Regions from separate parts of the Mus musculus genome. Here all the other regions are linked to region 1. Evidence: chromatin contacts called from public promoter capture Hi-C data. All regions are on one chromosome and are shown on one strand. Each heading gives the region's core, a stretch centred on a gene start, on an enhancer-like site or on the middle of the called end of the contact. The rest is flanking DNA. Distances are from core to core; before and after follow the strand shown.

Region 1 (4,143 bases), core at 752-3,251:
CCTAACACACTCCTCCAGCTCCACCACCCAAGTACCACCTTATTCTCTCCCAACTGTCTCCCTTGCTTCCATCCTCACCTAAGCAAAGTGGGAAGTGAACGGTGTTACTTTTTTTTAAACTCTATTCCGACCACCCAAGCACACTGGCTTACCTAACAACCCTCTAGTTCACCCGACCACAGTAAATGCCCTGAGTGTGCACTGTCCCTTGCTTCTTGCTTTCTCTCTCTTTTTTTTTCTTCCTCCCCGGAAAAAAAAAAAAGATGAGGTTCCAAAACGTTAGGAGATAAACCCAAAAGGCCACCCACAGAAGAGAATCAATTAGAAGAGGCAGACTGAAATCCAGGTTTTGCTCCAAATCCCCCCGATTTTATTTTTTGTCTTTACATTTATTGATCTTGTGAGCTCCGAGATCTTTTAGGATTGGAAGAAAAAGTACAAAGTGTGAGCTCAGAAGTTCAAAAGCAATTAAGTCGGTGTTAAAAAAAAAAATCCCGACAGAAAAAGCAGAGTGGAATCCACGTGTTCCATTAATAGAGAAACCAGAGAAAAGGGAAGACTGGGGCACCACACTATGTGCGGGATGATCTGGTAAGTGAAAGTCTGCCGCAGTCGCACGTTTAAAGGCCCAATCATTCCCGCCCACTGCGCCCATGCTTGATTCTCTCAAAGAAAAGAAGCCAGCAGTACATCCATCCCTACCCTTCAAAATTCCATCACGCAAAAAAGACTCTCCCAACCATTTCTGCCGAGACCAGGCTCAAATATCTGAGCCTCCAGGATTAGGGGTGATGGTGATGGTGGTGGCTCTAGTTCCCGCGCCCAGATCTCATCCCTCCCCACCCCCAATAATAATAATAATCGTTTCCTTTCTCTGCCCGCCGGGTCCCTTTTCAGAGGATCCTTCATCTCCTTAGATGACTAAAAAAAACCTTGCAAGCGCTGAGTGGCCCTGGTCCTCCTTCAACCCTCGCTGCCCTTAAGGGGAACCCCCCGACACACACACCCAAGAGGGAAATTCAGCAGCCTGCCAGAACAGGAAAAGGTGGCGTGGGCAGCGGTCCCGCGCCGCACACACCCCTCGCTCAGGCCTGCCTCGCCCGCCGTGCCTCGAACGAGCTAAGGCGCTCCGGTACCCGCCTCCCCCGGGGATCCGCCGCGCCCCACGGGCTGAAAGGGATTCCCCCCCAACAACGGGGCGTGGAGGGCGGCGAGCCCGCGTGGACCGACGCTCCAGGCCCGGAAGGGCGGGCGGGCGGTGCGGCTGGCACACACGGACGCGGTTCTCCCAGGCCCCGCAGTGCGCCAGCCTCCAGCTCAGCCGAGGACCAAACGCGGCGGGGGACCGCGGGGGCGCGGCGCGGCCTCCGCCGGTGCACGAGGGCCCGCAGCGTGCTCCGCGCAGCAGCCCGGCAGACGCAGGCGCCGCGCGGCCGTCCGCATTGTTCAGCCTGCCGCGCGCGCCCCGGAGGAGCCTGGTCCTGTGGCCTCGAGCCCCGCAGGCGCGGAGGGAACTGTCGCCCCGCCGCCGCTACCGCTACCGCTGCCGCTGCCGCCGCCGCCGCCGCCGCCGCCGCCGCCGCTGCGGCGCCCGTGCAGGTGGCGAGCGGCGCCCTCACCTTTGGCGCCGAGCTTGAAGTCGAGCGTGCTGTGTCTTGCTGCTGCCATAGTGTGGCGAGGCCCTGTGCCATGCCTGGGGAGGCGACCGCAGGAGACTGAGGGACCGCGCGGCGTGTCAGGCTGCGGGCCGGCGGGGAGTGCGCTGCGCCGGGGGAGGCCAGGAGTTAGGAGGTGGGAGGGGCCGCGGGCAAGCGACCCGGGGCGCGGGGGCGGGGCCGACCCGCCTCTTAGAGGAGGAAGCAGGGACGCCTCCAGCCCCGAACTTGAAGCGCTGGGTGTGAGGCCTCGCTAATGGTGGAATCGCGGGCGCCGGGCTCCCTGGCATGCGTCACCAATGGCCGCGCCCTGCGCTAAAGCTCTGGCCATGCTCTCCCGCCATTCGCCATCCGTTAGGAGGTCACCCAGCTTTAAACGGCTCAGCGCGACTTCCGGGGGGCCTCCCTATACACTTCCCCATATGCCTACCCCTCCTCCCCAAGCAAAAGCCCCAGTTACTTCCTGACCATTTGAAGAAAATAAAATGCTACCACCCCTGTAGTCTTAAAGTACAAGCCTGACTTTTTCTTTAAATGCACGTGAACCCCGCTGGGATTATTAACAATGTTTCTATTGGTAAGGGGTAGTATTTAAGAACAGAATAGAAGGCTCCTGGGCATTCAAGTAGCATACATTTTCATGCAAATTTGGAAAAGAATCAAGGACTAAAGCCTAACTGAGAAGTTGCAGATGTGAGAGCCTCTTCCACAGGACTTCCCCCTCCTCGGTACCTCTATTTTTTGTCAATGGACCTACAGCCTTGGCCTCTTTTTTGACCGTTAGTAGCATTCAACAAGATGGGACAAAAGAGAACTGAAGTGCCTGGGGAATAAAGGGATCCTTTATTGCACGAGCAAAATCCCAGGGCAAATTGACTCCATCATTGTATGGATTGCTGTGCCTCTCCTGATACCAGGAATTTCTGTAATGGTTGTTAAACTTCAGATTAGTGAACTCTGTGCCTCCTCAACAACACAAAAACATTAAGTTTAGCTTTCCCTTAGGCCATTTCGAATGGTCGTTTGGTTTGGTTTGGTTTGTTGGTTGGTTGGTTGGTTGGTTGGTTAGTTTTGCGTAGTCCTTCCCTGTCCTGCAAGAACCTAACACTGACGTCATATTTGTCCTTCAACAACTGCATCTCTTTTCAGTGGGCTCCTACTTTGTTCCTATCCATAGCCATCTGTTTTTATTTCCTTCTCTGGAGACCAGGTCCTCAGTTTTGTAAGCTAATTTGTGTTCCGCTCCATCAGCCCCAATGTATCAGCCCCAAGCTCCTCTTTCTTCCTTTCTTCTGGAGTCAAGTCACTAGAACATAGCTGTCCTCCTGTGTGTTTAAGGGTAGTGAAGCTTCCCGCGTAGGACATGTGCTTCATGCCCTGCCAGCATTGGGGTAAGCCACCTGCCTTCCCTTAGCTTCACTATCTGCTGTCAACCTCTTGAATTTCTTGAAAATTTCAGAGCAGAAGGCATCTGAGGTTTTGCTGATAAGTATGTAGCTGGTCTTGCTCAGTAGATTGTGGAGAACATTGCAGACCACCATGGGCTCCCAGCTGAAGCATATCCGCCCTAGAATTTGTACTTCACCTTGCAAAGGGCAAAATGAAGAACCTTGAGATACTTTAATGAAGTGATGTCAAAAGAGAGCCCTGAAGAGAAGAGGATGCTCGATATAGGATCAGTATTGTCAGGATGATGTTAGCAGTTTACTGCAAGGGTCTTCTCACTAATCTGCATAATCCTGGCAAGACTATTAAAGATAAGAAACAGGAGCCTGACGTTAGTGGCACACATCTTTAATCTCAGCACTTGTGAGGTAGAGGCAGGCAGACATGGCCATCGGGAGCAACACTATTATGAGGTGTGGCCTTGTTGGAGGAAGTGTGTCAACGTGGGGGACAAGCTTTGAGGTCTCCTTTGCTCAAGCTATACCAAGTGTGGCACACAGTCTCCTTCTGGTGCCTGTGAATCAAGATGTAGAACTCTTGGTTCCTCCAGCATGTTTCCTGCCATGATGATTAGAGACTAAACCTCTAAACTGTAAGCCAGCCCCAAGTAAATGTTTTCCTTTATAAGACTTGCTGTGGTCATGGTGTCTCTTCAGTGAAAGAAAGCAAAGGCCTCTATAAACCTCTCCAACTGGGCTATGACTACCTATTTGGATTCTGGAAAATATTGTCATTGCCTGAGTTTTTGCAATCTAGGCCCCAATCTGCAAGGATCATTTCAAAATTAATCATTTAGGTTGTGCCTAGCAATTATATTATAGTTGATCCATTAAGTGTAATTGTCTAGTTATTACACCAGCAATGATCTCTACCTCTCATCTTGCAACAAAAGATGCAAAAAAAAAAAAATCCTAAGTTATGTTTTGACCTTTGAGGCGGTTTGCTTGAGAATGGCCCCCAAAGGCTCATATGTTTGAATATTTGGTCCCCAGTTGGCAGAACTGTTTCAGAAGGACTAGGAGCTGTGGTCTTGTTAGAGATG
Region 2 (4,143 bases), core at 534-3,033, 2.3 Mb before region 1:
TCAATTTACTTCCCCCACTCTTTAAGGCAGGAGAAATAGCAGTAACCAGAAACAGGTGTTACATAACACCCACATACTTCTAAAACTTAGTTCATCCCTTACGTGTTCTGATTATCTTCGAGCCTAAGGAACAAACATCAGAAGAAAACTCAAGAAAGCACCCACCCAAACAACTTCCCCTTTTAGCCGTCTCCTGACCAGTCAACAAGGGCCAGCAAAAAAAAAAAAAAAAAAAAAAAAAAAAGGTGTCAATACATAACTAAAAATAATAATTAACAACTGACTACCTCATAAGGAGTGTCAATTCAATTTCAAATGGAGGCAAAGGTTGCAAATTAGAGGCAATGGTTGCAAATTAAATTTTCTAGCCATTTTGTATTTCTTTGCAGACAGACAGGAAGCGAAAATAAATTTCTGATCTACTGTGTTTTAAGTGTGCGATAATAGGACCTTACCTCATTTATCATGATCATCTACTTTATTGTGTAAAGGGTCTTTTAGTTACCTCCCCGCCCATCCATGTACACAGAAGGGCCATGTACATGGCGAAGCTAGAGACTGTAACCTGAAGATTGGGACAAATTAAAGAAAAAAATGTGATTTAACACAATTACAAAAAAAAAAAAAGTTAGGTTAGGGTCAAACAAAAACCATTTTATGAAACGGAATTACAACAAATGACATTATAACTAACTTTTCCGGGTTTCTACAGAACTTTGATACTTGCTCAAACAGCTCTCTCATAACCCGCCCTATTAGAAAGTACACTACACATATATTTTTTTTCCTCAGTCATTTGCACACTGGCTGGTTGTTATTTCCAGCCAGCTCCTCAGTAACCTCTGCCCGCGTAGTCACGGGTTCTGCCCAGTAGGCTCTACGGGTTTGATATAACATTAGTTCTCTCTGGCTTCTCGACAGGGATCAGGGGTTACCTTCAGGGGTCCAGTGCTCTTTAGGCACTTCTGCAACCAGGCAGTGGTAGAAGGGGTGTTCTCCAAAGCCATCCTCTTGGAGATCTGTAAGACAGGGGAGGCAGAGACAGTGAGAGTTGACCTTTGGAGGTGCCAGGAAACAGATATTACCCGCCCCTCCCCCTCCCCCGCCACGCCTTGTTACCTTTCTCAGTTAAAATGACTTGATCTTCCATGTATTCATATTTAGCCAGTTCCTGGGGACGACATATAAAGAAAAGGACAATGAAACTCCTGGCCAGCCTAGCCAGCTCACGGGAAGAGAAATGGGGCAGGCAGGGTAGAGCGGTGACTGAGTCCTGCCTGGCGCCGAACAGCCGAGCCTGACCCGGGCTGGGGTTGGCAGGCCAAGAAGGCGGAATTTACTGGCCTGGCTGCGTCTCAGAACTGCAGATGAGGATTTCCCCGGTCAACAGAGCCTCCCCTACCCTCTGCCCTAGGGAGAGCCCGGACTTTTACCTACCTTGATCAGTCGCAGGATGTCACTGCAGTCAGAGGCAGTGGCTGGACGGATCTTAAATTTAGCCATTTTCGTCTTTTGCTTTTCTTCCCTTTGCGCACCAGGCCCCTGTACTTGAACAGCAGGAGGAGGTGGTTCCTCATTCGTTTCCCGGGAGCGTCCTCTTCTCAGTCAGGCTGGCACCATGACCCGGCGAACCTCAGTATAAGACAGAAAACTGGCAAACTTACTTCGGGGAAACTGCGCAGCTAAGAAGTGGCAAGACGGTGCCTTTTAAGTCCGCAGAAGCTCCTCCCTGGACGGGGAGCCGGAGAGATCGCGACCAGTAAGGATGAAAGCCCGCCGAAGCACCGCCCTCTGTTCCAGACACTGCCCTCTTCCGGGCTCTCTCGTGACACCCATGGCGCAAACCCGGAGGGCGGGGTAGGGCGAGGCGCGCTGCTGCCTTTCTAGCCTCATGTCCTCTAGCGGCGCCTTGCGGATCCTTGCCGGAAGCATATGAATGCCAGCTTGTCCCCTGGTAACCTTCCTAAATAGAACATGTGGATTGCCTCTGTGACCCCGACATTGCCGAGAAAAGCAAACTCAGGAAGCCCAGCTTTAGGGTATGACAGAAAGATGAGAGCAGCAGCCATTCTCAAAGTGTCGTCTGGAGGCATAATTTCCTTTCCTCTCTAGTAATTTTCCACAGGCAGTTCATTGAGATGTGGTGATGTCACCATTTTCATGACTAAAGAAAGGTGTGGGTTTGAATCTTGTTTTAATTTTGAGACAGGGTCTCTCTATGTAGTCTTGACTATCCTGGAACTCACTATGTCACAACAGGCTGTCCTAGAATTCACAAATCACATAGATCTGCCTGCCTCAGTCTGCCCAGTGTTAGGATTAAACATGTTCACCACAGCCTGCTATTCTTGTATGTTCTAAGGTCAGTTCTTAGGATCCCTCGATTGCTTTCCTTCTAGCTTAGTGGTTCTCAACCTGTAGGTCACAACCCCTTTGGGGTCATATATCACATAGCCTGTATATCAGACATTTACATTACAATTCATAACAATATAACAGCAGCAAAATTACAGTTAAAAAGTAGAAACAAAATAATTTTATGGTTGAGAGTAATCCACAACATGAGAAACTGTATTAAATGGTTGCATTATAACGAAGGTTGAGAACCAGTGTTGCAATGGCTAAATTTAAAATGTTATCTTTCCTTCCTTCCTTCCTTCCTTCCTTCCTTCCTTCCTTCCTTCCTTCCATTTATGTATTTATTTTTTGAGACAAGATTTCTCTGAGTAGCCTTGTCTGTCTTGGAACTCTGTACACCAGGCTGGCCTGGAACTCAGAGATCCTCCTGCCTCTGCCCCCCACCACCTGGCAACATTTTCTTTCTTACTCCTCCCGCTTTCCTTCTTAAATATCTGTTCTTCCTTGTGGACTTTCCTTCTGAAGGAGAGAAACACTTGATAATTCGCTTTAATGATGTATGCCATCTTACATTATTGAAGAGTTGATTTCACTGCTTATAGATTTTGAGGTCTGGAAGTTTTCTTTCTACACACTTATATCTGACCGTCTCTCAGCTTTCTTTGCTATTGAAAGCTGTTGTTGTCCTTACTTGCTCCAGTCCATGCACTTCTTTTGTTTCCTTTAACTTTGTTTGTTTGTTTTCGAGACAGGGTTTCTCTGTGTAGCCCTGGCTCCTTTAACTTTTTATTTTGAAATAATTCTAAACCTACTGAACATGTCACGATATCATTACTCTAATGATTACAGGGATGTCTGGCTCTGTGTTGTTTTCTATCATTTTTTGTTGTTGTTGTTTTTGAGACACGGTTCCTCTGTATAGCCTTGGCTGTCCTGGAACTCACTCTGTAGACCAGGCTGGCCTTGAACTCAGAAATCTGCCTGCCTGTGCCTCCCGAGTGCTGGGATTAAAGGCGTGTGCCACCACGCCCGGAGTTTTCTATCATTTTTAAAGGTAAGAAAACTTGAGACCAACATGTTTGGGAACAGTTGGGTTTGCCTATTCCTGGTCATACCCAGTGGAACAAGTAAGTATTCATGTCTCTGGGGAGTGACCTTTCTTTTACTATGGGCTTTCCTGGACAGATCTGTTGAGTACCCTGCTACCATTGCCTTGCCTGGATTCCATAATCAGTCAGAAGAGGTTTTTTTTTTTTTTTTTCAATAATGAGATAAAGCATCAGATGATCTTCAACATCTGGTCTGTACAGTGAGGGGTTAGACTAGTACCAGATGGCCACTCCTAATATTTAGTAAGTGACTTTGCCTTTATTAACGAGTAATATCCTGTATGAAGAAATGAAAGAAGAACAGCATTTTCTGTTACCCCTCCCACTCTCCCATGACTCAATGCGTTTGTGAGTCACTATGAGAGCTTATGCAATGTTTTTTTTGCAAAGAGATTTAAAAATAGCACCCATTCTACCTGAGTTACTGCCAGTGGTATCTTTCCTGACATAGATGACCAAGCCCTTGCCTCTTTTTTTATTGGATATTTTCTTCATTTACATTTCAAATGCTATCACAAAAGTCCCCTATACCCTCCCCCCTGCCCTGCTCCCCTACCCACTCACTCCCACTTCTTGGCCCTGACTTTCCCCTGTACTGGGGCATATAAAGTTTGCTAAACCAAGGGTCCTCTCTTCCCAGTGATGGCCGACTAGGCCATCTTCTGCTACATATGCA
Region 3 (4,143 bases), core at 1,194-3,693, 2.2 Mb before region 1:
TATCACCCATCACAGTCATGGTATCTTTTAACAGTAGAACATTGAATACGACAGGCATGCACTTTTCTTGCAAAGGAGACAAGTTCAGTTCCCAGCACTCACATGTATTACTCAGAATGATTCAAAGCCACCTATACTTCCACTTCTGGATTCCTCAGGTCCCTGCCCTCACATGCACATATATACACCCAGATACACATAATGAAAAGTATAAAATCATGTTCTCTGAAAAGGTAAATAAATGAAGCATGAGAAAGTTTATTCATTTCAGAAAGTCCTTCAGATCTACTTCTAAGGTGGTTTCACTGAAATGGTTCTTCACAGGAGCAATAGAAAACTAACTTAGTCTCCTAATTTACTCTGGATCCTTTTCCCACTTTTTGGCATTAGGACTCAAACACAGGATGTTACACATGTTGGGCGAATACTACCACTGTGCTAACATCTCAGAAACATGCCCCGCCCCTTTAGTTTATTTTGAGAAAGAGTCTTACTGTTTTGTGGAGGCTGGCTTTGAATTCATTACAAAGCCCAGGGTAGCTTCAGAATGACTGAATCTCTTGCCTCAGTCTCCAGGAACCTTGTATTTCAGGAATGTGCCATCACATCCGGCTTATTTAGATACTTTTGAGTTAGCTATATAATACAGGAAATGAGCCAATTTTAGAAACACAGTTTCTCTAGTCTATGAAACCATAGCATAAATTAGCTTGAAAGCCGATGACATAAACTCCCAGGAAAATTCTTTATTTAAATCAGATATCCAGAATCTCTATTAGCAGAAGGGATTATGTTTATTAATACTTTTCATTCATACTTCATGGGTGAACTGTAACATAGTATAACATTTAGCTAGTTCAATGTTCTACTTGTAGTGAAGACAGTGAAAATGCATTCGTTAATCTATCATTAGGCATTTTACATTTTTCATTATATGTGGAACACAAGTAAGAAAATGGTGAGTTGGCAGATCACTTGTGTAAGGACAGTGAATTTCATCATGGCATAATTGTTGCATGTTTTCTCCACAGTTACATGTTTTCTATCTGGCTTTGTGACTTACTTTGCCTTCTATCCATGCTTTCCAAACGGTGATACATCTTAAATGTCTTACAATGGCAACAAGAACAACGATGAGACATAGGGGTTGCTAAGACATTAAAAGAATAATACAACACATTTATTTTTATGTGTATTAGTCTTTGCTTGCTTGCATGTATGTATGTATGTATACTATGTGTATGGCCTGGTACCTGCAGAGGCCAGAGGAGGCCAACTGATCCTCCTGAAAGTGGTTGGAGCTGGCACATGGGTACTGGGAACGGAACCCTGCTCCCCTGCAAGAACAAGTGTGCTAACTAATCTTTCTAGCCTGGTTAAAGGACTAAGCTAGAGACACACATGAATGCTAGGTGGCTGATTTTAATAGGGCTTTCCTGACTTTAGAACTAATATTAGCTAAGTAGTGAGACATTTCTCACTTTAGATATTATCTTCAGTGGAGTCTATGGGGTTCATTGCTCAGGACTTATTTTCTAAGAAAATGCTTTGGAGTCTCATGAAGGGTCACTTAAGTAAACTTGTATAATTAGTAGATTGTGACTCAGCACCTGGCCATGTGTCTGAGTGAGGGAATTCCTCGGAGGTAAATTAGACCTTCTCATAATTGATGAGTCTAGGAATGTGCCATCATGCCTAATTCTGAAAACTTCCTTTCTTCTGTCCTTTTTCTCCTTTTTTGGAATTGGGACTTGAACCCAGGGACTCTGGCATGCTAGGCATACACACTCTGCCACTTAGCTCTATCCCTCAATCCTTTTTTTTTTTAACCTTTCATTTTGAGATTGGAGCGCAGTAAACTGCACAGGTTGGCCTAGAACTTTGTAATCAGGCAGGTCTTGAATTTGTGATCTCCCAGACTCAGCTTCCTGGGTTGCTTGGATAACAAGAATGGGCCTCCCTTGAAATTCTCTTCAACTTAATTTTTCTTACTAAGCTTCATCTTTTTAAAAACCAAAACGTCAAATAAAAACAGGGACACTATTTCTTACGGCCTAAACCTCACTTCAGCCCTGGTTGGCCTCTAAGTGGTAGCAATTCTCTTGCCTCAGTCTTCCTACTTCTGGGAAAATAAGCAGGGTACCCATATTTTGAAAAGCTGCTCATATGATGCCAAGGGCAAGAACTACAGACTGGGAGTAAAGGTTCAAGTGTCAAAAATAAAAGAGTTCTACCAAGGTGGAGGAACGAGGTGCTTTGCTGAGTGGTTCATTTACTTAACAATGGAGGGAAGAGCCCTGCTTATAAATAAGTCTCCGACCCCACCTAGCTGATTGAGTGGGAAATTCCATTGTCTCGGTCTCCAGTCTCCAGCTGCAGACCAATCAAATAGCAGGACCCGCCATTCTCTACGCAGAAGTCCCGCCCCCTGGCGGCACAGCCCTACCCCGGGCAGCGCAGCCCCGCCCTTCCTGCAGTGAGGCCCTCCCTATCCCGGGCCCTCTTGTGGCGTCACCTAGAAGGTGGGAACCAAGATTCAGTCCGGCGCGGTTGCCGGTGTTTGGAGGTGTCCTCACGCTCACGCTCTTCTGCTACCGGTTTGTCTCTACCCGGGAGGACCTTGGTTGTCCACCCGTGGGTAGGCAGTGGAGTGCCATGAAGCGGGCAGCGATACGGTAGGTGGCAGGGCGTGGAAGGGCGCTGCCCCGGAGTGCCCACGCCTTCCCCTTTGAGGCTCGGAGCCTAGCGGGGCGGAAGAAGCCGCGGGTGGGATGGGGGTGGTGGATATTTGGCTTGGGAGGAAAAGGCACCCAGTGCCAGACCCCGTCCTCCGGCCTACCCTGGAAAAATGCCACCACCCTACTTTAGCGACAGCTGACACTTTTAAAAGGGAAGACGTTGGGTGTTCCCTTGAAATTCCTATCCTTTTGCTCACCAGGGGTGTGGCTGGAATCTTGGTGTAGCCCCTTTTTTCAAAAGCCAGTACTTTCAGTTCTGCCTTGCCTTGCGAGCACTTTTCTCTTAAAAAAAAAAAAAACATTTTGGGGGTTAAGTGCATGACACACTTGGAATCTGTCTTAAGTATGTTATCATACTTGTAAAGACTGTAGAGACCATTTGGCTCTCTTAAGCTGATTCATCTGTTTGGTTTAATTTTATTTAGATCTATTTTTTATTATTTTATGTATGAACATTTCTCTTGCATGTGTGTCTGTGTCCCACATGCCTGCCTGGTGCTTGAGAAGGTGGTGAGCCTCCATCTGGGTGCTGGGAATCAGGTCTTTTTGCAACAAGTGCTCTTAACCACTGAGCCAACTCTCCAACCCCTTGTTTGTTAATTTACTCTTTTTTTTTTTTTTCTGAGACAGGGTTTCTCTGTGAATCTTTGGCTCTCCTGGAATTCACTGTATGTAGACCCAACTCATCTCAAAATCAGAGATCTGCCTGCCTCTGCCTCCCCAGTGCTGGGATTAAACACATATCAACATCCTGTTTGTTTTTGAGATAGAATTTACTGTGTAACCTTGGCTGGCCTAAAGTTGGCTATCTATATATATCGATATCTATCTCTTTCTTTATCTATATCATCAACCAGACTGGCCTCGAACTCACCATATATCTACCGTCCTATGCTTCTCCAGTGCTGGCCTGAAGAGCTTGAGCCACCACTTCCAGCTCTTATCTGTATATTTATTTATTGCTTTGAGATCTCTAGCCAAGAAACCAGGTAATACTAGCAGGCCTCGGACCCATGTCAAGTCTGTCAGGTTTCAACTTTTCTAGTGCTGGGATTTACAGATGTATTTTCTCGTGCCCAGTTTAGAACATGCCTTTGATAAGCAGCAAGGCCTTGTAATGAAAGTGCACCCTTGGACCACATAGGCCATTTTGGTAGATCTAATTTCCAACTGGCACAGTTAAGGAGCATGGTCTTTAGGCTGCCAGTCATGTCTGGCTGTCCCACAGTATGCAAGGTTTTTTTTTGTTGTTGTTTTTTTTGTTTTTGTTTTGTTTTGTTTTGTTTTGTTTTTTCCAGCTTGCCTGGTTCCAAGAGAATGGCACTTGCTTTGGATTCAGAAGCCATCCCACTATTGGTGAGCCTGACTTTGACATGGGTCTCACTAATTCTGTCCTTGGTCTGCC

Evidence for each region. Promoter capture Hi-C pulls out the DNA fragments that hold promoters and counts their contacts.
Region 2: a contact with region 1 is called in a promoter capture Hi-C map of embryonic stem cells, with 6 times the contacts expected there. The contact joins the promoter of Sat1 here to the promoter of Sms in region 1. A contact is called at or near these places in 4 of 39 promoter capture datasets (the 3T3-L1 cell line, cranial neural crest, embryonic stem cells and 1 more) and 1 of 115 datasets of contacts at active chromatin or transcription factors (astrocytes).
Region 3: a promoter capture Hi-C map of pre-B cells shows a contact between it and region 1. The contact joins the promoter of Acot9 here to the promoter of Sms in region 1. A contact is called at or near these places in 4 of 39 promoter capture datasets (the 3T3-L1 cell line, liver, maxillary cranial neural crest and 1 more), 1 of 115 datasets of contacts at active chromatin or transcription factors (embryonic fibroblasts) and 1 of 9 other capture datasets (macrophages).

The regions. Positions count from the first base shown.
Region 1 is chrX:157,490,286-157,494,428 of GRCm38.p6, forward strand. Sms (spermine synthase) reads right to left here and starts at 2,002. Exons shown (of 11, transcript NM_009214.4): 1 at 1,620-2,002. The coding sequence starts at 1,668.
Region 2 is chrX:155,214,666-155,218,808 of GRCm38.p6, forward strand. It overlaps Sat1 (spermidine/spermine N1-acetyl transferase 1), which reads right to left and starts at 1,784. Exons shown (of 6, transcript NM_009121.4): 1 at 1,438-1,784; 2 at 1,120-1,171; 3 at 936-1,019. The coding sequence starts at 1,503.
Region 3 is chrX:155,260,000-155,264,142 of GRCm38.p6, forward strand. It overlaps Acot9 (acyl-CoA thioesterase 9), which reads left to right and starts at 2,444. Exons shown (of 15, transcript NM_019736.4): 1 at 2,444-2,675. The coding sequence starts at 2,656.